Linked DNA regions of Mus musculus: all the other regions are linked to region 4. A link is a contact called in public HiCAR-type and promoter capture Hi-C data. All regions are on one chromosome and are shown on one strand. The core of a region is the stretch at or near the end of the contact, and the rest is flanking DNA. Distances in the headings are between cores, read along the strand shown.

Region 1 (2,700 bases), core at 193-2,692, 2.2 Mb after region 4:
AGCCTGACCCTGGCCGAGGGCGCTGCCCGGGACATGCAGAGAGGGGCGTGGGGCGCGGCCCGCCCAGGACCCCGCCCCCGCCTGGCACGGTGGGCTGGCAGCCGCGCGCGTGGGTGCCTCCACCTCTCTGCTCCCGAGCCAGCGCGGGAGGGGTGCGAGCCCCTTGAGACCTTGCCCCGGACCGTACCTCCTTCTTCACGTTCCACAGCAGCTTTTCTTTGACCGCGTCCTCTGCGCTGCCCATGGTGCGGCAGGTGGCGGGCAGGTGGCACCGAGTGGCCCCCCGAGCCCCCGGTGCGCCCTCACCGCCTCCGCGCCTCCCGACTCAGCGCCCCACACGCGAGGCGGAGTCCCCGCCCGCTGCGCTCCCCGCCTGCAGCCGCCGCAGCCACTGCCCGGTGCTCAGCTCCGCAGCCATCTTCCGAGCCCCGCAGACGTCAGGCAGCAGGCCCGGCCCCTTCCCACTGCCGGCAGGGAGGGGGTGTGTGCGCCGCAACTGGGGAGGTGGGGGGGGGGGTCAAGGGCGGGTGCGGACGCCTGGGGGCGTCGGGGCCGGGCGCGCGCCGCAGGGACGGTTGTCATGGCGACTGGCCGGCTCCCGCCCCGAGGGCGCGAACCCGCATTGTGAGCGCTGGGAAGTCAGCCGCTCCGGCCTGCGCCGCGCAGCGGGCGGACTTTGGGAATGTGCTTGTGTCTGGGCAAACCTCAACCACCGTGACCGCTCCCGACTTCTGGCCCCTGGGAGAGGAGCTATACGGAGCCAGGGTCTCGGCTCTGCGTCACTGTGGTTCGAACCTGGTCCTGTCACTCCTCCGGATCCTGTGGAGTGTTCATATATTACTTGCAGCTCAGTCGCAAAGCTTGCAGGAGGAAAGCAAGGACCCGACTGTGAGCTCCTAAGAACAGGTGCCCGAGCGCAAGGGGAAGTCTTCGCCCTCCTCCGGGTCGCCGACATCCGCTTTGGTTCATCTTGCAGATTTGTGGGAAGAGGGGGGCGCGAGTTGGAATAAGAGACATTCCAGAGCCGGTGACACGAGCCCCTTCTAAGTGCTTCGCGTTGGAAATTAGAGTAATAGAGGAAAGGAAAGGCCACTCAGGTACAAATGTCACCCCTTTGTACAGTTCACTGGGACCGCAGAGAGCGGCGTGCAATAGTCTACGTGAAAAGACTTTTATTTCTTCCCACGTGATGCAACTGAAGCGTGCAAAAATGGAAAGATGGGCGCAAAATTGACCTCCTAATCCAGAGCCGGAGCCGGGAGACTCCTGCCGGCATCCTCCATCTCTCAGCAGAGGACTGCAGCGTGGGAAAAGGCACCACGACGTCTCTGCGGACACTCAGGGCGCTGCGCTTGCAGGCTGGCGGCAAAAAACCTCGCGAGAGGTCGCGGAAGTGCTAAGCCTGAAGTCCGTCCCCAGGGCCGGAAACGCTCGGGTCCGCCCGGAAGTAGAGTTCACTTGGTGCACACGTGGACTGCAGAATGGCGGCTCACCGCTCCGGGCCGCTGAAGCAGCAGAATAAAGCTCATAAAGGCGGGCGGCATCACGGCGGTGGGTCCGCACAACGGGACAGCAAAGGTGAGTAGACAGGAGGGAGAGGGGCTGCTTAGCCGGTACCCGTGCCCACACCGAGACTAGACTTGGGACCCTTGCCCAAGGCTCTTAAGCGGCGCAGGAAGGTTCTTGTTGGTTGATTTGACTGAGAGGAGAAGAGCAGCCACTTCCGATCTGCCTTCCAGGCCGGGTAGGACCGAAAATCCTCTGCAAGAAGCTGAAGAGGCAGCTCAGCCGAATAGACCAGAGGCATCGCGCCAGCCAGCTCCGAAAGCAAAAGAGGGAGTCGGTGAGTAGAAGCGGGGGTGGGGAAGCTTATGGTTTGAGATTGGTAAAGTCTCAAACTAGAAAATGGGACACGGAAATGGGCCGAAAACGGAGGTAAACCCAGAGTACCTTCAGGCAGTGTTCATTTTAGAACGAGGCCCTGCCAAACTCCTTGACAGCACATCCATACACGTGGCTTTTTACGAGAGAATGCTTGGTCCTTCCTCATCTTTATTTATACGGGCTTGCTCTTTTGCAAATCATGATTATTTTAAACAAAGGGTCTCACTGTGTAGCCCAGGCTGGCCTAGAACTCAGATCCTCCTACCTCTGCCTTCTGAGTGTTAAGTTAAAAGGCTTGGGCCACCACACCTGGCTCCTCTGATGTTTTCTTTTTTCTTTTCTTTTTTTTTTTTTTTGGGGGGGGGTGGTGGTGTTTCCGAGACAGGGTTTCTCTGTGTAGCCCTGGCTGTCCCGGAACTCACTCTGTAGACCAGGCTGGCCTCAAACTCAGAAATGAGTGCTGGGATTAAAGGCGTGCGCCAGCTCCGCCCGGCCTGCTCTGATCTTTTCTAATGTTTTACGTTACATAAAATTACCTTGGTACTTTTACAAAGCAACAGAAAGGGGAGTAGTTCTGCCCTGGGGTTACAGCACCTGTATATTTGAAGATAGAATAGTGAAGCAAATGATTGAGGTATTCTTGGATCTTTGTGTTGCTAGGTTCTGGCCGAGAAGAGGCAGCTGGGCAGCAAGGATGGTCCTCCACATCAGGTGCTGGTGGTGCCTCTGCACAGCAGGATTTCCCTTCCAGAGGCATTTAAACTGCTTCAGAATGAAGACTTGGGAACGGTGTATTTGAGTGAACGGGGAAGCACC
Region 2 (2,700 bases), core at 117-2,616, 2.5 Mb before region 4:
GACCAACTAATTAGTTCAGAATGCATCCCCTGGACATGCCAGTTTCAAAGGATTTACATAAATAGCTAGGGAACTCTTATCATCAAACACAACCACTGAGTATCTGGGCACCATGAAAATAAAGTTCTCTGCAGGCCCTAGTGACCACTGCATTTCCTGATCTTCCGACCAACTGCCACAGTGACAGTCTCTCAGTCTTCAAGGAAATGCTAACAAAACTAGGAACAAAGTAGGAAAGATGCTGAGCTGGGAGTTCTGAGAGAGAACAATGGGTCAGGAGGAAGAAAGTTGCCCACCCTCCCCTTTCTCTGCCAGCCACCCTCCCTCACACTGTCCGTTCCTTGATGACACAGCTGATGTGATTAAGATCGTCCCCAAAGCGCTTCACAGCAGCCCTCAGCATCTCTATCTCCGTCTCCGTCCACTTGGCACTGTCGGAAGGGGAGAAGGGTGATAACAAAAGTGGAAGAGGGATGTGTGGAACCAGCCCACAGGCTATTCCGTCCACAGCCAGCAGCCTCTTCCCCCTAGTCTCTAGGGGCACCTTTCAAAGATTCATAAAAAGGACCTCCTTTTAAAAAAAAAAAAGCCCTGGGGACAAATCGCTGGCCACATGAAATTACATCCAGGGCCACTTGAAAACATCACTTCATCATGTAACAGCTTCCATAAACAACCCAACGGAAACCAATGAAACAAGTAGGGGCCTTACAAACACAACCCTTGAAAGATGTGTGGCAGCAGTTTGAGGGAGTCCACAGGGCTTGGGGTAGGTGGCAGACATTCTGTCGGTTTGCAGTGGAGGGCTGTGGCCTCGGTAGTCTCTTTACCTGTCATCCACTAATTCAACAATTACCACCTACACTGAGCTGGGCCAGGCACAGGGGAATTACTCTATCTCCCTGCTCTAGAGAGGGTCGTGTCTGTGACTTGAGTCCAAGCGTCTGATCTCGGAGTCCAGGTCCTAGGCTGGTCTCACGTACCCGGCAGGGGAAGAGTCCGAGACTGGATGCAGCTGCATCGTCAACTCCCCGAGCTTCGTGAAGGCGGCGCCGGCCGCGGAGAAGATCTCTCCAACCTGGGGGCGGAGCAGCATTACGGGGGGCCGGCAGCGCGCCGTCCCACCCCAGCCTCGGATCCGCCCGCCCCCCGCCCAGCGCGCACCAGCCGGGAGCCAGGCAGGGGGCCCACCCTCCCGTGGCCGCCAGGGAGCGCAGTCCGCGAGGGAGGTCGAACCTTGGTGGACGCTGACGTCATGGCCCCGCGCACCTCCTCACGGAGACGCTCCGCCGCCACCACCACCACGCGAGCTGGAAACCACGGAGAGCCCGGCAGCCGGCCGCTCGGGCTCCCGCGCAGGAAGTCCCGCCCTCCCTGCAGCTGATTGGCCGAGACCCGACCTCTCCCCAGTCACTCAAGGGGCCTCGCCGCGCGGAGGAAGACGAGGTGGAAGACGTTGCTTCACTTCCGGCTAGCTTCATTCCACTTCCGTCGGAGGGTCCGGACTCCTCGATGAGGCCGGTCTCAGCCCCTTCCAGCCCGGGCCCGCCCCTCCCTGAAAGCACAGACAGCAAGCTTAGGGGGAACCGCTTCTTTTTATTGTAGTTCAGAACGGGGCGCGGTCACCCTCGGTCTCCTCCAGAGGCTGGGCGCAGTTTTGCAGGGCCAGGGATGACGTCTCGCTAGGGTCACAAGTCCCAAAGGACGCCAGATGAGTGGGACGGAGTCTGCGGAGTCTTTAAATAGAGAAGGGGGCTGGGGAGGGAGAGGCGGACCGCGCTCTAGCGCACCATGTATTCCTTGCGCTTGTTGAGACGAACTTGGCAGAAGGAGAAGCCTCCGAGGAGGAGGTAGAGGCCCGCGGCGATGAAACAGTTGTAGCTGACTTGCTCGTACAGGTTGTATATGTTCTGAGGACCGTTCCTGAAGGTGGCGAGCGAGCAGGGAAATGTCAGCCATTCAGAGCATCCAATATGCAAGTTCTATGCATCAGACACCATGCTAAAGCACTTTAACTCCTATTAGTCTTCCCAAGAAGCATACCAAATGAATTCTATCATGGTAACCATTTTACAGAGGTAGACCAAGGAGCAGGAAGGCAAAATATTGGAAGAGGCCACATCTAAGCTGGTGGGCTTGGGTAGCCATGGAAACGTGGCTTGCAAGACTGCTCCTAAGTACATGCCTTTCTGTGTCTCTGTCTCTCGCGCTGGGGATTGAAACTAGGACCCTGCGTGCTGCCACCCAACTACTTTGTAGAGAGCAGCCCTCTTCTTGAAGTCCCCAACCTAGGGCCACAAATGTCCAGTCTTCAGAAGTGTCCTCCCCATAAACCCAAACCATGCTACTCCTCATCCACGCCCAACTCGCCCAAGTACCCGACCACTTACTCAAAATCTTTCTCTGTGAAGGGAACGTCCTCAATTAACACAGCAGAATGGACATTGAAAAATATCCCGAGCATTATCTGGAAGAGTAAGGAATAGATAGGTTGTCAAATTCTTACCTTACTTCTTTGGTCGCTCCCTAGGCTCCTCCCCTGTCTAATGTTGGCCCAACACTTGCGCCAGAGATGAACTAGAAAGGGCTAGTTGTATCTGGTGGTTGTATCTGGATTCGGACTCAGCCATGTGGAACAGGGCGTGAGGTAGGACCTTGGGAAGAGTGACTGGGTATAGGGAGGTATATGGCAAACAGCTC
Region 3 (2,700 bases), core at 185-2,684, 2.2 Mb after region 4:
TTGTTCTGGCCACTCTAATTAATTATACCCATTCATTTGAGCTGTTGACTATTTCTCAGTCATTGTCTTTCTCTCTCTCTCTCTCTCTCTTTTTTGGTTTTTCGAGACAGGGTTTTTCTGTATAGCCCTGGCTGTCCTGGAACTCACTTTGTAGACCAGGATGGCCTCGAACTCAGAAATCCGCCTGCCTCTGCCGGCCCCTCCTCCCCCAGTGCGGGATTAAAGGCGTGCGCCCGGCATTTTTCTCTTTTGATGGTGAAATATCTGTCACATAACAGGAACTGTATGAGTACTATCAAATATTTTATACTATGATCAAGGCATAACTGGTTATTACTTTTTGAGGTCTAAAGGGTCAATGACTGTGTGAGACAGGGAAGAAGGAAAGACTGGAGAAAGGCAGTCTTTGGATAGGAAGTTTCTCCACCCCACCGTTTCTAATAGGAGTTAATGGTCAATGAGCTTAAAGTACCCATCTTCTAGTCTAATTAACTTTTTGCTTCCTTTTTGGGGGACAAGGTCTTCTAATATGTTGCCTTGATTAGCCTCAAATGTGCTATGTTGCCCAGGCTTGAACTTGCAATGCTCCCACCACAGCCTTTGAAGTACCGTGAATATAAGAATGAGCTATTTTTACCAGCATCAGTAAAAATTTAAAGATGTAAAGATGGGAGAATTGACTTGAGTACTAAAAAAGTAATTTTAAAAAATTCTCAATGCTAACAGTAATTCCCAGATCGAATAATTTCCTTCTTTTTTTACCTCCACACAACGACCTCCAGCAAGTCTTAGGGATGAACTGTCATAGACTTTAGTACTCTGGTACAATCAAACGATACACGGAGCAATTTACTTCTTCCACTCTCTGAGATTCCGTTTACCAGTAATGGGGATAATAATAAAAGATATTTAAACTCCACAATCCAGGCCTACGGTAAGGAGACTTCGGCCTAAAATGATCGGAGGAGGCCGGGTTGTAGGATGTCTCCGTCAATCCGAGCCCCAGATCAAAAGCAGTGTCCTCGGTGGTCACCGCAGCAATACTGGCATCCCTAGACCCGAATGCCCACCTGACATGGGCGAGTCACACCTGGCTGCGCCTCACCTCGCCTCCAGAGCGCTGCGCCTCCACCTCCGAGCCTCGGCGGACCGTCCTAGCTTTACACCTCTGCGCACGCGCACACGCCGTCTCCGCGGCCGATTCGCCCGCTCCGGCAAGGCCCTAGTTGAACGTGCTGAATGCTTTTGCTCCCAGTGCGGCCACCGTCGTTTGGGGAGGGCAGGCAGGAGGGGGGCGGGGAAAAGGGTGGGAGTGGGTGAGCGCGCGCCGCCCGTCCGTCGTGGTTTCCTGGCTGCGCGCGGCGGTGGCCGAGTCGCCGCAGCTGTAGCAGCCGCCGCGAAGATGGCGGAGGGGTTGGAGCGTGTGCGGATCTCCGCATCGGAACTGCGAGGGATCCTGGCCACTCTGGCTCCGCAGGCCGGGAGCAGAGGTGAGTTGCGCCGCCCAGCTGCTGGGCCGGGCCTGCCCGCCCCGCCTCCCTCTCCTCTGCCTCCTCCCCGCCCCGTCCGCGGCGCTCCGAACCCCCGCCCCTTCCCCAACAGTGCGCCCGGGCCTGCGGCGGCCCCTGGGAGACAGCGAGGCTGTCGCTCCGCTCCCTCGGGCCCTCGGGGCAGAGCCCAAGCGCGAGTTTCAGCCTCCGCCCTCTTGCTCGGCGCGGCGCCGTGGTTGTTCTCCGGTGCCCTAACCCTCTCACGCCAGCGCCTGAGTTCCAGTCCGGAGGAGACACGAACTGGCTTGGGTGCTAGGGTCCGGTAGAGGCCCCGAGACGTATTGTTCCCAAAAGAATAGTCTGTGTATGTGTACCTTTCCGTAGTCCTCCGTTCCGCGTCGGAGAGGAGGAGCTGGGGAAATTGAGGAGAAAGGCTTAACAGGCTAGGACTTCCTTTGCTGAACTTACCCCCCCCCCCCACCCCCCAAGGCTGGTTTCTAGTGCTAGGCCACTGGAGGGATCCAGGACCTCAGAGAGCTGACTCGGTTTTGTTTTGGTCTTGGCGTGTGTGGGAGCAGTTGTGATCAGAGAGAATGCTTAATTTGCCAGTCTCCATTCGCATCAGAAAAGCGCGAGAAATATTTTGGTGTCTGGTCTCCTTCATTAGCCAGTGTTGCTTAGGATGACAGTTACAGAAGATACCTTCTCTAGGATTGTGGCTAGAATTTGTGAGGTTGGTTTTTATTGGCCAACTGAATTGGATTAACCAGGCTGTTTTCTCTCTCTCCTCTGGAAAATAGTAGTCACCACCTCTCCTGGCTCCGCCCCAAAACTAAGTTTAAAAGTTTACTCAGGGTGCTGAGGTTAAACGGCTTTATCTTGGTTCACATTTGGTGGAGAAGCTAAACTTTTGCCAAGGCAGCAGTATCTTTTATTTTGTGTTTGTTTTTCTTTTGAGACAAAGTCTCACCTTGTAGCCAATACTGGCCTTGAATTTACTGTGTAACCCAACCTGGCCTTGAGTTTGGATACTTTTCCTGACTGAAGCCTTCAGAGTGCTGGAATTATATGCATATGCCACCATACCCAACTTTCAAGTCAGAAACCTAAAATTTTAGTTTCGCCCCCACCCCATCCCCCAAACAAAAGTGGGTATAGATGCAGGTGTATAAATACTTGGCTACCAGCTTGTTTGCATTTGTATATACAT
Region 4 (2,700 bases), core at 54-2,553:
CCACCTGAAGATCTCAAAAACTCATTTGACACACCTATGAACCATCCTCAGCAAGGCAGTGAAGCTTTGAGCTCAGGCACTTCTATTGAAACTAACAAATATTGTTTCTTTAATCACATGTCGCTTATCCAGGGCCACTACTTTAACACTGCCCTGTTATTTCCTTCACTACTGTAGTCTGCTACAATCGGAACATCAGTTTTTAGTACATAATTATCCTTAATGTATTTAAGTGTCCTTCTCTTCCATTTTCTAAGTGTTTTTCAGCCAGGGTCGTCCCCTTTTCAAAATTTTAACCATTGCCCTTACATTTTTATAATCTGAACTCAATCCCTTCATTATTCCATTTCATTGCCCTCTAATGCTTTCTTTAACTGTGGCAGATCTTCCTAAAATCTTAACTGTTCTCTAAGTCACTACTTAACTGTTGATGCATTATTTCTATTCTCCTTTGTTGACCTGGAGGCTTCAGGTGTGCTAAGTACATATTCGTTACCCGGGCCAAGAAAAAGTATTTATGTCAAGTGTGGTGGCACTTGCCTTTAATCGCAGCACTCCAGGCAGAGGCACTAGGGTCTCTTATCAGTGTCAGGCCAGCCTGGTCTACATAGTAAGTTCCAGAACAGCCAGGATTATGTAGAGAAACCCTGTCTCAATTCCCCACTCTACCTACTCCACAGCCAAAAAAGGCATACTATCTAGGATTGTCAGCCCTCTATTTTGCTATTATAAAAATCATCTAATCATTCTCACATTCACAAAAGGTTTAAGCTCCTGGTTTACAATCTGAATTCCTTCTCCATGGCCTTGTCAACCGTTATTAGCTCCTAGTGTTATTTGGCTTTGCCACTTTGACCTCAGGGATCTCACAATTTTGCTTACATAAAATTGTATAGAGATTTGCAGTTTTTGCGACCCCTATATTTGTAACCAGTGTGTTTGCCTGTTTGATAACCCAAGTTGTCTGGTTTTAGCCATAAAAATTCCCAAAGCCCTGGAGAAATGCTATCATTTAAGTATTAGGACAGCGTCCCACGTGGTTACAAAGTAACTTAAAGATCCGCAGTCCCTGCCTCAGAATAGTCCATGTTTGCTCTACCCTGACGATCGCCTGGAGTACGAGATAGCCCAGTCCGCGCTTGTCAAACCTTCCAAAACGAAGTGGGACTCGGACCTCCCGCCTAGAGCAACTTCCCGCTCCACTTTCATTCACCCCTTGTCTGCTCTGGCTCCTCCCTTTGCCACGCCTCCATCCATTCTCGCGAGACTTGATGATTCCCTTGCGCCGGCATTTATCGCGAGGCTGTAGGCAGGGCCGGGCCCGACATGGCGGAAGGTAGGTTTTTTGTGGGGTGGCACGGGAAGACGCGAAGCAATAGGGGTACCACTGGCCGGGCACAGAAGCCCCTGGAAGGGTTGTCCGGCTGTGGTCGTACGGTGCATCACGTGTCTCGCGAGCCTTCCTATGTAGCGTTTCGGGGCTCCCCGGGCCGGGGTTCTCAGCGCCGTTCCTATGGCAACGCCCCTCCTGCAGTCTGTCTTCACTCGTCACCCCCCGCCCCCAACCCCGATCCCGGTAGTCTCAGAACGAGAAAGGGGTCGGGTCCTGGGAGCGAATGCACCCGCGGGACTCGAGAAAGCTGTAGAGGAGCTTCTTGTGCCAGCCATGCTGGAACGGGGAGGGAAGTGCCCCTCTCCTTAGGAAATCGAAACTGCTGTCATGGCAGGTCCTGCATCCGGAAGGGTGCATCTCTTGCCTGCGGAAGAGCTTGGGACTCTTCCTTGGAAGAGCCGGGACTGCAGCTGGACGACGGGCTTCTTGGGCGTGCGCTGTAATAGTCTTTAAGCTTTTTGGCAGCCCTAGCAAATGTGGGCACGCTCAGATTCTCTGAGGTTTACAAAGGGGCAAAAGGAGATGTTTCCTCAGTAAGGAAGTTGACCAAGGTCACACTGCTTGAAAGAGGTGTGCTAAAGCCAGGCTTCGGTTCCTTTACCTCCTGCTTTAGTCCTTCGTCTCTTTTTTAGTACTTTACGACATTGCAGGTAAAGGCATCCGGTTTCTCAGGTGCAGCCTCCCTTAAGGAATAATGTTAGGATCTTTGCTTGCCATAGCTTTACTGTATGAGTTGGGGTGAAAGCCCTGAGATAGTGAGTTACCTAGTAGTGATCAGACAATATTAGACCTGGCCGGTGTGCTTCTCCTGTGTACCCCATTGTTGGAGAAAAATACTTCTTGTTGGACTTTGTTGAGTGGCTGAAGATTTACTTGATCTAGACCTGGCCTATTTTGTTTTTGTCTTTTGTTTGTATTTTTTGGTAAGTGTTGATTAAACTCATCATTTCTTGATCTGAGATTTGGGTAGTGTGACAGTTTGTGTAGTCTTCTCAGATTTGAATTAGGTTTAAGAGTGACACGAAGTAGGCCTGCCAGGTGTGTTATTTGCCCTTTATAGTTAAGTGAACTGAGGCCAGATTCATGGCTGGGACTGGATTCTGTTTTCATTTTTACTTTTTCTATCTGTTAAACACCTTGGAGGTGGTGAACATTGTCCAACAGAGGAGGAGAAAGCGAAGTGACTGAAAGTGCTGGGTGTGGTGATGTATGCCTGCCTGCTTGTAGTTCCTTCATTCAGCACTTGGAAGGATCTGGAATTTAGGGTCATTCACAGCCTACCTGGAGTGCATGAAACCCTGTTCAAA
Region 5 (2,700 bases), core at 157-2,656, 2.8 Mb after region 4:
GGGAAGGGCAGAAAAAAGGAGATGGAGAAGGACAGACACGTAAGAAGGAGGATGTGGTTAGGGCTGATTCGTCCCCTGGGGTCGAACAATCAGCTGTTACTGGGGCGGAAGGCAGGAAGTCTCCTTAAAGACACAATATTCTGAACGTTGAACTCAGGATTTGAAGCAAGCCCAGCAGTCACCTTAGTGGAGCCCATACTTAATTTAACACAGAAGCGGCTATCTCAGGCTTCCCTCTCATTTCTTTGTCTCAGATGCTCTCACTTAGAAAGCTTAGATGCTCTTAGAAATGACTCAAAAGTCAAGAACCCCAGGCCACAAGTTTCTCTTTGGGGGTGGGGAGGGAGTGAAGAGGTGGTCCCAGTCTTGTCCCTTTAAATAAGCAATTCAGCAGCTTTTGCCAAGTCATTGGGTTCATTTCGGTTTTTGCCCATCCCCCGCCTTTCAGACTCTGATTGGCCCCTAGGGAAGGAGCCGCCTCTTCATTGGTCTCCACCTTTGAAATCACTTCCCTAAGTAGGCCTGAGTCAGAGAAGCGTTTCGGAGGGCGGGACTGAATGGGTGTTAATCTTAGAACCGGGTTTCTGGTTGATACTACTTTGGTAAAGATCTTCCCCTAATTTTTAAAAAGACGCTTCCTCTCTAAAAGTGAGGGCGAATCCTTTGTTAAGAACGTGCCCCTTGAGAAGCCGTGGGCTCTTCAGCGACTAAGACGAGACATTCACTAGAAAAGATTTCACTAAACCCACGAGGGATAGACTAGACCTCCAGTGAAGATTGGGCCTGTGCGGGTGACATTTGTCCCTATACCCCGAAGACCTCGAGCTAGCTCTCCAGTGAAGACTGGGGCCGTGCGAGTGACAGTGGTCCCTATACCCCGAAAAAAAAAAAGTCCTATTTGTGGAAAAAAAAAAAGACTTCGGGTGTTCTGCTGCATCGGTGGCTGGCTTCCATCTTTAGTTCTACTCACTCCTGTTGCTTCGCGTGCTCCACCTTCGCTTAGCTCAGGCCTCCTGTGAATCAGTTTTGAGGCTAAAAGAAGTTCCAAGAAGGAGGGGCTGTAGCCCTTTAAGGACTTCCCCGCGACCGAGTCAGAGATCAGTTTAAAAATGCCAACTCACAGAGCGCGCTGCATTCTGGGAAGCTGAGTGTCACCGTAAGAACTTCATTGACCGGAATGCACTGCAAAAATACACGCCTATACTTCCTTCTGCTCTTTAAACTGTAGTTTGACGTAAAGCTGGTCTAAGCAAGTCGCCTAGGCCGAGGGTTAGCCACACCTTTTCAGCCATTGGCCAGTTGGTTAGTTGGTAGGCGTGGCTTAGAGAAGCTCCTCCAGGCAAGGGGGTGGCCTCCTTGCCAATCAGAGCCCAGACGCCTGAATGGGCGGGAGTAAGCAGAGGTGCTGGCGCCCCCGAGTGGGTGTGGTCACGTTGCCCAGCAATGGGCGGTGATTGGCCCTGGGTGGTTCATTCGCAGCTCGTGCGTCACGACGCCGCCAGCTGATCGGAGACTGGAGCCGGTGTGTGCTGGGCGCTGGGAAGAGACAGAGCGGTCGGCCGTGCGGACAGGTCGCAGTGATTTTGCTCCTCTGTCCACAGCAACCCCCGCACCCAGCATCAGGTGGGTGTGATCTGGGGACCCGGTCATCCCGGGGGGAACCGCGGTAACCGGGTGATGGGGAAAGTAGGGTCCTGACGGCCACACCCTGCCCTTCTGGGGGAGGGGAGAGGGGGCGGCGGGGACAGGGGCGCTCTTGGGAGAGGAGCCTGGACTCTCCCGAGTAGTGTGTCTGGACGTTTAAAGAGAGAGTCCCGGACAGGAGTCGTGGCAGAAGGTTTGGAGAAGTAACTGGGGAGGAATATGAGAGGCCAGAGGGCCGGGGGCGTCTAACCCCGACGCCCTTTGGTTTGAGGATGCCCGAGCTGACCATTTAGCCTAGGGAGGATCTGGACGAGCGAGGGGTGCGGAGGTGCATTGCCTCTACCGGCGCTGACTGGGTCAGGGCCAGTTCAAGTCCCTGGCAGGGAAGGGGTCGCTGGGCGGTCCGGCCCCTCCTCTCGTTCCCTCCCGGGGATGTTATGTAAGGGGGGAGGGGAAAGGAGTAGGGGGCGGCGGTGCGGAGGCCTTATGCAACCCAAAGGTTAGGGTTTCACCGCGGGTTGGGCGGAGGTTGGGGGGGCGGACAGGAGGAGTGCCTGGAAACTCTACCCGCACCCCCCCTCCCAGCCTAACTGGCTGTCTTGGACAGAGAGAAGGTCACCTTTGCACCTCCCCCCTAGTATGTCCGGTAGAGAGGCCCCTAGCCCGGGCTTGGCCTGACTGCCTGGGAAGCCGGCTGGCTGGGTGGGGCGCCTGGGTTAGTCATCGCTGGGCTCCCTCTCTCCCCACCTCCTGGCCAACTCTTGGCCCCTCCCCACGGCCTCCGGTTAGGCTAACGTTCCCACCTCCCTCTGGCCCTAGTTTCAGTCTCCAACTCATTTGGCCTGTCACCCTGGCTGTTAGAGTAGGCTAGAAGCTGTCATGGTGCCAGAGAGTTGATGGAGCAGCTGGTCAGAGGGTCAGTGCCCTGGGCCCACCCCGCCCCGCAGCCAAGGGCACCTGCTTGGCACAAACTCTCAGCAGCCAGTGAACCCTGTGGCCTGAACAGAGCTATCCTGGGCAGAGAGAAGTGGACAGAGACTGATCACCTAGGAGAAG
Region 6 (2,700 bases), core at 146-2,645, 2.5 Mb after region 4:
AGATATCTAGCTTCTTCAGTCTGGGACTTAAACTTCCACAAAAGGATGGTGACATGGCTCAGCAGGTAGAGGCATGACTTGCCAAGTCAAATGATCAGAGCTCAGAAAGAACCCACATGGTTGAATCAACTCCCCGCACTTATCCTCTGATCTCCACAAGTCTGCACCCATACACACAATAAGCCGAATTTAAAGATACAAAACAATAAATGACTTCCACCAAAAATGTGTCCTTGGGTTTGGTTTGGTGCTGCCCCAGGATCGGGGCAGCAGGAGAAAGGCATTCAACATCTAAAGCATCGCTTTATTGTCTGTCAGTCACAGGGGTGCCAGCCCCTGCCTGCCCACCCCTGTCTTCTCACAGGCTCTCTGGGCTTATGTGTGTCCTGAGAACTGACAGTTGTCTTAACTAGCCATGGTGAGGAGACAGGGGAGAGCTGCTGGACAAAGTGGGAGCAGTGCGGAGACATTTGTCCATCCTTCATTCTGCAAACTGGTCCAAGAACTTAAGGTAGGCCTGACGCTGAGATGCAGCTGCTGGAATGAAGTGACCACCGGAGTGGGTGAGGGTGACGGCTCCAAGGAATCGGCTAGCCAATTGCATACTCTCCTGAGAAGGGATGACTCGATCAGTATCCCCAAAAACATGAAGTGAAGGCAGTGACATGGGGCTCTGCAAGATAGGTTCCTTAAGGCCTCGGGGACAGAACCCCGACACAAGTATAATAAATCTTGGCAAGGGGAAGCGAGGATCGCCTGCCTGGCCCAGGGCACACACATAAGCTGCTAGTGCAGCCCCCTGGCTGAAGCCAAGAAGTCCATCAAACGGCCCCAGCGTGTCAAGGGCCCGTGCCACCGTTTCCAGGGCCTCCTGCAGACCCCTGCACACTGTGGACTCTTCCAGAGCAGAGAAAACATCGGCTTCCTCCTCAGAAAACCACCAGCCTCGAGGCTGCTCCTCCGGAGAACAGGGCCCTAGAAGCAGATGGGAGAAGAGCACAGGCCCAGGGTTAGAGATGGTGAGAAGAAAAAGGCAGAGCTTGGGAAAGTGCAGCCAGGGGACTTGGGGGGCGGGAGGGACCTGGAATGGCCTGGACACAGATAAAGGAGGAAACCTGGGAGCTCAGACTAGAGCCGGAGTTAAAGGCGCTAGGTGAGAACTGAGGTCCAGGTGTGCGAAGGGGTCCAGCAAGTCTCACCCGAGTCTGGACACGAACCCTCGGGAGCCGCTGCCTCGGGGACCGGGTGAGGTCCGCTGAGGCACACAAGCTCTGCCCGACCCCGCAGCGTCTTCCTCAGCGCTCCGGTCTTCTCACGGAAGCCCCGCTCGCTCTGCCGGAAGCCGGCTAGACACAGCACTCGCAGGGTCTGCCGTGCCGCCATACTGCAGACCGACCGGAAGCAGGCCTTCCCAGGCGGAAGTAGAACCGGCAAGGGGGCAGGGCCCGTGCGGGGAACACCCCTAAGGCGGGGCTCTCCTAAAACAAAAAGGTGGGGCGTGGCTGCAAATACCTGCTGCTCTGGCCCTCTCAGGGAGCCGGCGAAGTAGCCTTCTGGTCTGCGCAGTTGCAACTCTCACAGGCTGGGGCTGGAGAGCCGCCTCTGGACCCTTGCTGCACCTGAGGTAGCAGATAGATTCAAGTCTCTCTACTGCAACCTCCACCCGGCTCCCTTGCATTTCCCCCGCTGTCCTCAGGGCGGCGGCGGTGGACCACGTCACGCCTGTAGGCTGCCTCTCAGCCCTGCTTAAAGTGGGCTACCTTGTCAGATGCAGGCTGGCAGAGACCCCGAGGTGCTCGGTCCCGACCGTAGTTCACTGTCCATGGCCCTAAGGAGCTGCCAGAGTAGAAGTCCATGGGGTAGGGTTGCTGCCAAGAAATGTCCTTCAGGGCCACAGCTGCCTAGGGGAGAAAAGACAATGATATTCTTTCTCTCTCTTTCTTCTTTCTCCCTTCCTTCCTTCCTCTCTCTCTCTCTCTCTCTCTCTCTCTCTCTCTCTCTCTCTCTCTCTCTCTCTCTCTCTCTTTCTTTCTTTTTTTGTCCCTGCATTAGCAAATTTGACCAGGGTCTATGAAGGGAGTGTATTATCATCCTTCAGAAAGGAAGAGTGAAGTGAAGAGAGTCGCAGCTACACAGCGAGTCAGGTGTGTTGGCTCACATCTCCCAGCAACTCTTAAATATAAACAAAAACTACACAGCAAGATGGTGGCTCGATCTCAGAACCTGCAACCCTACGTGCTGCTTACCCATGCCAGCCATCTCACAACCCTCCCTCAACAGGAAATACAAAGATTTTCAAAATGTGGCTGTTACCTCGTACGGTGTCAGCAGTGGCTTGGGAAAGGCTGAACCCCAGTCAATGGAGAGGCGTGGACATGCCACCTGCACCCACCTAGGGAGATAAGTCAGTTAAGATGTGACATGAAGGTCACCTCTCTCTGGGGTACCACACTGAAGAACATAACGGTGTCTCAGTATCTCAGTATGTCCACTTGTCAACAGATTGCACTGATCCAACTATATACTGTTGGGAAGGTAACTCTGATTGCCCTGTAAGCCTAGGACTTGACCTTAACTCCCAAAACCATTGCATTAAAAGCAAAAGTGGAGCTGGACACACAGCTTAGTGGTTGAGGGAGCTGGCTACTCTTGCAGAGGATTCAAGTTCAATTCCCAACACCCACATAGTAGCTCACAACC
Region 7 (2,700 bases), core at 103-2,602, 2.7 Mb after region 4:
TCAGTGGGTAAGAGCACCCGACTGCTCTTCCGAAGGTCAGGAGTTCAAATCCCAGCAACCACATGGTGGCTCACAACCATCCGTAACAAGATCTGACTCCCTCTTCTGGAGTGTATGAAGACAGCTACAGTGTACTTACATATAATCAATAAATAAATCTTTAAAAAAAAAAAAGACTATTCCAGTGGGGATGGAAAAGTTAAGTGTGGAGTTAAAATATACTTCAACTGGTGATGGACTAGGTGTCCAGAGTCGGGCAAAAGGATGCTCTGTGGTAGAGGTGCCTGCTGTGTAAGCCCAGCTACCTGAGCTCAATCCACAGAATCCACAGCGGAGTGGGAAGAGAAACAACGTCCCAGAGTTGTCCTCTGGCATCCGACGCACATTCGCCATCCCCAAGATGTCATACATATGTGTACATACTACACACTGGCGCACGCGCACACACACTCTTTTTTAAAATTCAGACTTAGAGGGACATAAAGGATTTGCTCTGATATATGTTCAATTGAAAATGACTTTGAAGATAGAGGGCAGATCGAAGGAAGCTCAGCAGGAAAGAATTAATAACATGCAGGTGAAGGGCTATAAACTAGTCTGCAGAGGGCCTTGGCTCGACAAAAAAATCTATGGGGTTTGCCGGTAAAATAAGGAAAAAGTTGTCAACATGAAACACAGAACACTAGCAAGAGAGGAGTGTTAGCAGAAAGAAGCCAACAAGCTCAAACAATTAGGTCGGCTGAAAAATTTTAAAATGTCTTCTGATTTGGCTACTGGGAAGCCACTGGTGACTTCGGTCAGCGTTTTCTCTCTCGTGACCAGAGAGATGTCTAGTAGCAATAATGAGTTAGGAGGATGTAAAAGAAGTAAAACAGCCGAAAACAAGTCCAAAAAGTTTGGGGTGATGGAGAAAGGGAGGAAACAGAGGCCGCCGAAGATAGACAGCGGCATGTTTATTTGTCTTGTTTTCTTAGATGTAAACAAACTAAAAAAACTCGTGAGTTCTTCTGCCAGTACCGGGTTGCCTCCAGCATCCTCTGATGGTCTTAGAGACCCCGGGATGCTCCCCCGCGGCCGTATAATTTCCTCCCTGACGCTCTCCCGATCGACAGCGGCTCCCTCCCCGGGTCCTCTTTGCACCGCTCCAAGGCCGCGCTGCTAGGGCCATCGAGCCCGCTCAGGGTCGTCTCCTTACCTCGATGGCCCCCTCGCTCAGGTGTCCCACCATGGCTGCACCGCTAACTCCCGCGCTCGCGCTCTTGCACCGCCTGAGCTTCTCTGCCGGGGTCCCGCGGGCTGCTCAACGATTGGCTAGAGCAACTGTGCGTGCCGATCCGCCCCCAGCGTGAGCGCGGTGCGAGGGGCGGGCCTAGACGCCGATAGCCACCGCATTGGCTACCGCGCGGCAGGCAGAGCACGTGACTCTTCCGAGGCCGGGTTCGAGGCCTAGTGGCGGGATGGCGGGACGTGAGGGCGGGGCGCTGGGTCGCAGTGCGCCTGTGTCAGCGCGGTGCTACTGAGTTGTTCCCCCGCCAGCTGTCGGAACTTTGCCCGCCCAGTCCTTTGGCGGACAGACAGAATGGCAACCCAGGGAACAGTCGGAGCTCTCCCCTGGTAACTGCTGCTAAATATAGTCAAAGCAGTGACCTGGGTACTTCTTCACGCAGTGCGTGCCCGGCGCCGGTGCCAGGCCCAGAGCTTGGCACTGTGGGATAAACAAGGTAAATCAGACTCAGTCTCCGCCCTCTTGAGTTCCACCTGAGAGTTGTGGCCGCAAGGAACCCAGCCTCAAGGATGGTAGACGCGATATGGGCCACACATGTGGAGCTCCAGAGTGGGGGTCAAAAATCAATCAGGCTTTCGAGAGGCGATGCGGTTTGAACTGAGTTAAAGTGTGTGTAGAAATTTGTCAGGTGGATTCCAGTGAGGATAGTGATGTTCCTAAAAGCCCAAATGGCCTATGCAAAAGTATTGGAGAGCCTGGCGTGCTGGCTGGCTCTGATCTGTTTGTAATCCCAGCCTTTGGGATGTAGAAGCAGCAAAAGTTCAAGGTCACCCTTAACACCGTTGAGTTCGAGGTCAACCTGAACTAAATGAGACCCTGAAAAATCAAAATTTGGGACCCAGGCGTGGTGGCATTCGAGGTAAAAGCAGGCAGATCTCTGAGTTCGAAGCCAGCCAGGCTAACATAAGATCCGGTCTCAAAAAAAAAAAGTAATAAAAATAAAAAGGGAGAGAGGCTATATGAACTGAAAGAAAGACCTGGAGATCAAAACAGAAAACTGAGCCGTCTAAGAAATGAAAATATTTAACTTCATAGTTGCTGGAGTAAGAAGTCTGGAAAACTTTGGGCAACTAAGGTAAACAGGTCTAGAAAGACTGGAATAGTAGCCATCTACTGGTATTTTGATCTCTGTTTGTACAACCACAACCTACTATAGTTTCTCAAACAGTTCCAAAGAATATGTCTGGGTGAATTGGTACCACACCACAGATTAACTCTCCTTCAGCATATCAACAGCTATAGAAAACCCCAGAAGAAATGATTTTGGTTGCGTGTCACTTGGTAGGATGAAATCTCGATTTTCTAGAACTATGCATTAATAGAAAGCTGAATCTTCATGTTCTGACTTTACAGAGCTGCGGCAGCATGGATCTACCGGTGGATGAATGGAAGTCCTACCTACTTAAGAAGTGGGC

What was found. Promoter capture Hi-C pulls out the DNA fragments that hold promoters and counts their contacts. HiCAR-type assays count read pairs that join an accessible place to other places.
Region 1: a contact with region 4 is called in a HiCAR-type map of astrocytes, with 6 times the contacts expected there. The contact joins the promoter of Tsr1 here to the promoter of Ankfy1 in region 4. A contact is called at or near these places in 4 of 39 promoter capture datasets (cranial neural crest, hematopoietic stem and progenitor cells, liver and 1 more), 1 of 484 Hi-C or Micro-C datasets (CD8 T cells) and 3 of 115 datasets of contacts at active chromatin or transcription factors (astrocytes, embryonic stem cells and extraembryonic endoderm stem cells).
Region 2: a contact with region 4 is called in a promoter capture Hi-C map of pre-B cells, with 2.9 times the contacts expected there. The contact joins the promoter of 0610010K14Rik here to the promoter of Ankfy1 in region 4. A contact is called at or near these places in 2 of 39 promoter capture datasets (liver and pre-B cells).
Region 3: a HiCAR-type map of astrocytes shows a contact between it and region 4, with 8 times the contacts expected there. The contact joins the promoter of Srr here to the promoter of Ankfy1 in region 4. A contact is called at or near these places in 1 of 39 promoter capture datasets (cranial neural crest) and 1 of 115 datasets of contacts at active chromatin or transcription factors (astrocytes).
Region 5: a contact with region 4 is called in a promoter capture Hi-C map of pre-B cells, with 3 times the contacts expected there. The contact joins the promoter of Mir22hg here to the promoter of Ankfy1 in region 4. A contact is called at or near these places in 2 of 39 promoter capture datasets (cranial neural crest and pre-B cells).
Region 6: a HiCAR-type map of astrocytes shows a contact between it and region 4, with 2.9 times the contacts expected there. The contact joins the promoter of Ovca2 here to the promoter of Ankfy1 in region 4. A contact is called at or near these places in 1 of 39 promoter capture datasets (cranial neural crest) and 1 of 115 datasets of contacts at active chromatin or transcription factors (astrocytes).
Region 7: a promoter capture Hi-C map of embryonic stem cells shows a contact between it and region 4, with 2.7 times the contacts expected there. The contact joins the promoter of Rpa1 here to the promoter of Ankfy1 in region 4. A contact is called at or near these places in 2 of 39 promoter capture datasets (embryonic stem cells and pre-B cells) and 1 of 115 datasets of contacts at active chromatin or transcription factors (embryonic stem cells).

The regions. Positions count from the first base shown.
Region 1 is chr11:74,896,638-74,899,337 of GRCm38.p6, forward strand. Tsr1 (TSR1 20S rRNA accumulation) reads left to right here and starts at 1,443. Exons shown (of 15, transcript NM_177325.3): 1 at 1,443-1,578; 2 at 1,740-1,843; 3 at 2,545-2,700. The coding sequence starts at 1,482. It overlaps Sgsm2 (small G protein signaling modulator 2), which reads right to left and starts at 432. Exons shown (of 23, transcript NM_197943.3): 1 at 188-432. The coding sequence starts at 244.
Region 2 is chr11:70,236,548-70,239,247 of GRCm38.p6, forward strand. 0610010K14Rik (RIKEN cDNA 0610010K14 gene) reads right to left here and starts at 1,367. Exons shown (of 6, transcript NM_145758.1): 1 at 1,237-1,367; 2 at 984-1,078; 3 at 330-431. The coding sequence starts at 1,257. Rnasek (ribonuclease, RNase K) reads right to left here. Exons shown (of 3, transcript NM_173742.3): 2 at 2,391-2,467; 3 at 1,576-1,923. The coding sequence ends at 1,782. It overlaps Gm40191 (a long non-coding RNA gene), which reads left to right and starts at 2,464. Exons shown (of 3, transcript XR_879979.3): 1 at 2,464-2,647.
Region 3 is chr11:74,924,514-74,927,213 of GRCm38.p6, forward strand. It overlaps Srr (serine racemase), which reads right to left and starts at 1,435. Exons shown (of 9, transcript NM_013761.5): 1 at 1,106-1,435. It overlaps Smg6 (Smg-6 homolog, nonsense mediated mRNA decay factor (C. elegans)), which reads left to right and starts at 1,341. Exons shown (of 19, transcript NM_001002764.2): 1 at 1,341-1,490. The coding sequence starts at 1,403.
Region 4 is chr11:72,688,699-72,691,398 of GRCm38.p6, forward strand. Ankfy1 (ankyrin repeat and FYVE domain containing 1) reads left to right here and starts at 1,304. Exons shown (of 25, transcript NM_009671.5): 1 at 1,304-1,336. The coding sequence starts at 1,327.
Region 5 is chr11:75,460,133-75,462,832 of GRCm38.p6, forward strand. It overlaps Mir22hg (Mir22 host gene (non-protein coding)), which reads left to right and starts at 1,407. Exons shown (of 3, transcript NR_030711.1): 1 at 1,407-1,623.
Region 6 is chr11:75,177,413-75,180,112 of GRCm38.p6, forward strand. Ovca2 (candidate tumor suppressor in ovarian cancer 2) reads right to left here and starts at 1,396. Exons shown (of 2, transcript NM_027136.3): 1 at 1,200-1,396; 2 at 1-975. The coding sequence starts at 1,383. The coding sequence ends at 482. It overlaps Dph1 (diphthamide biosynthesis 1), which reads right to left. Exons shown (of 13, transcript NM_144491.2): 10 at 2,314-2,392; 11 at 1,761-1,901; 12 at 1,513-1,619; 13 at 231-975. The coding sequence ends at 1,530.
Region 7 is chr11:75,347,031-75,349,730 of GRCm38.p6, forward strand. Rpa1 (replication protein A1) reads right to left here and starts at 1,353. Exons shown (of 17, transcript NM_026653.2): 1 at 1,196-1,353. The coding sequence starts at 1,228. It overlaps Smyd4 (SET and MYND domain containing 4), which reads left to right and starts at 1,403. Exons shown (of 11, transcript NM_001102611.1): 1 at 1,403-1,721; 2 at 2,639-2,700. The coding sequence starts at 2,651.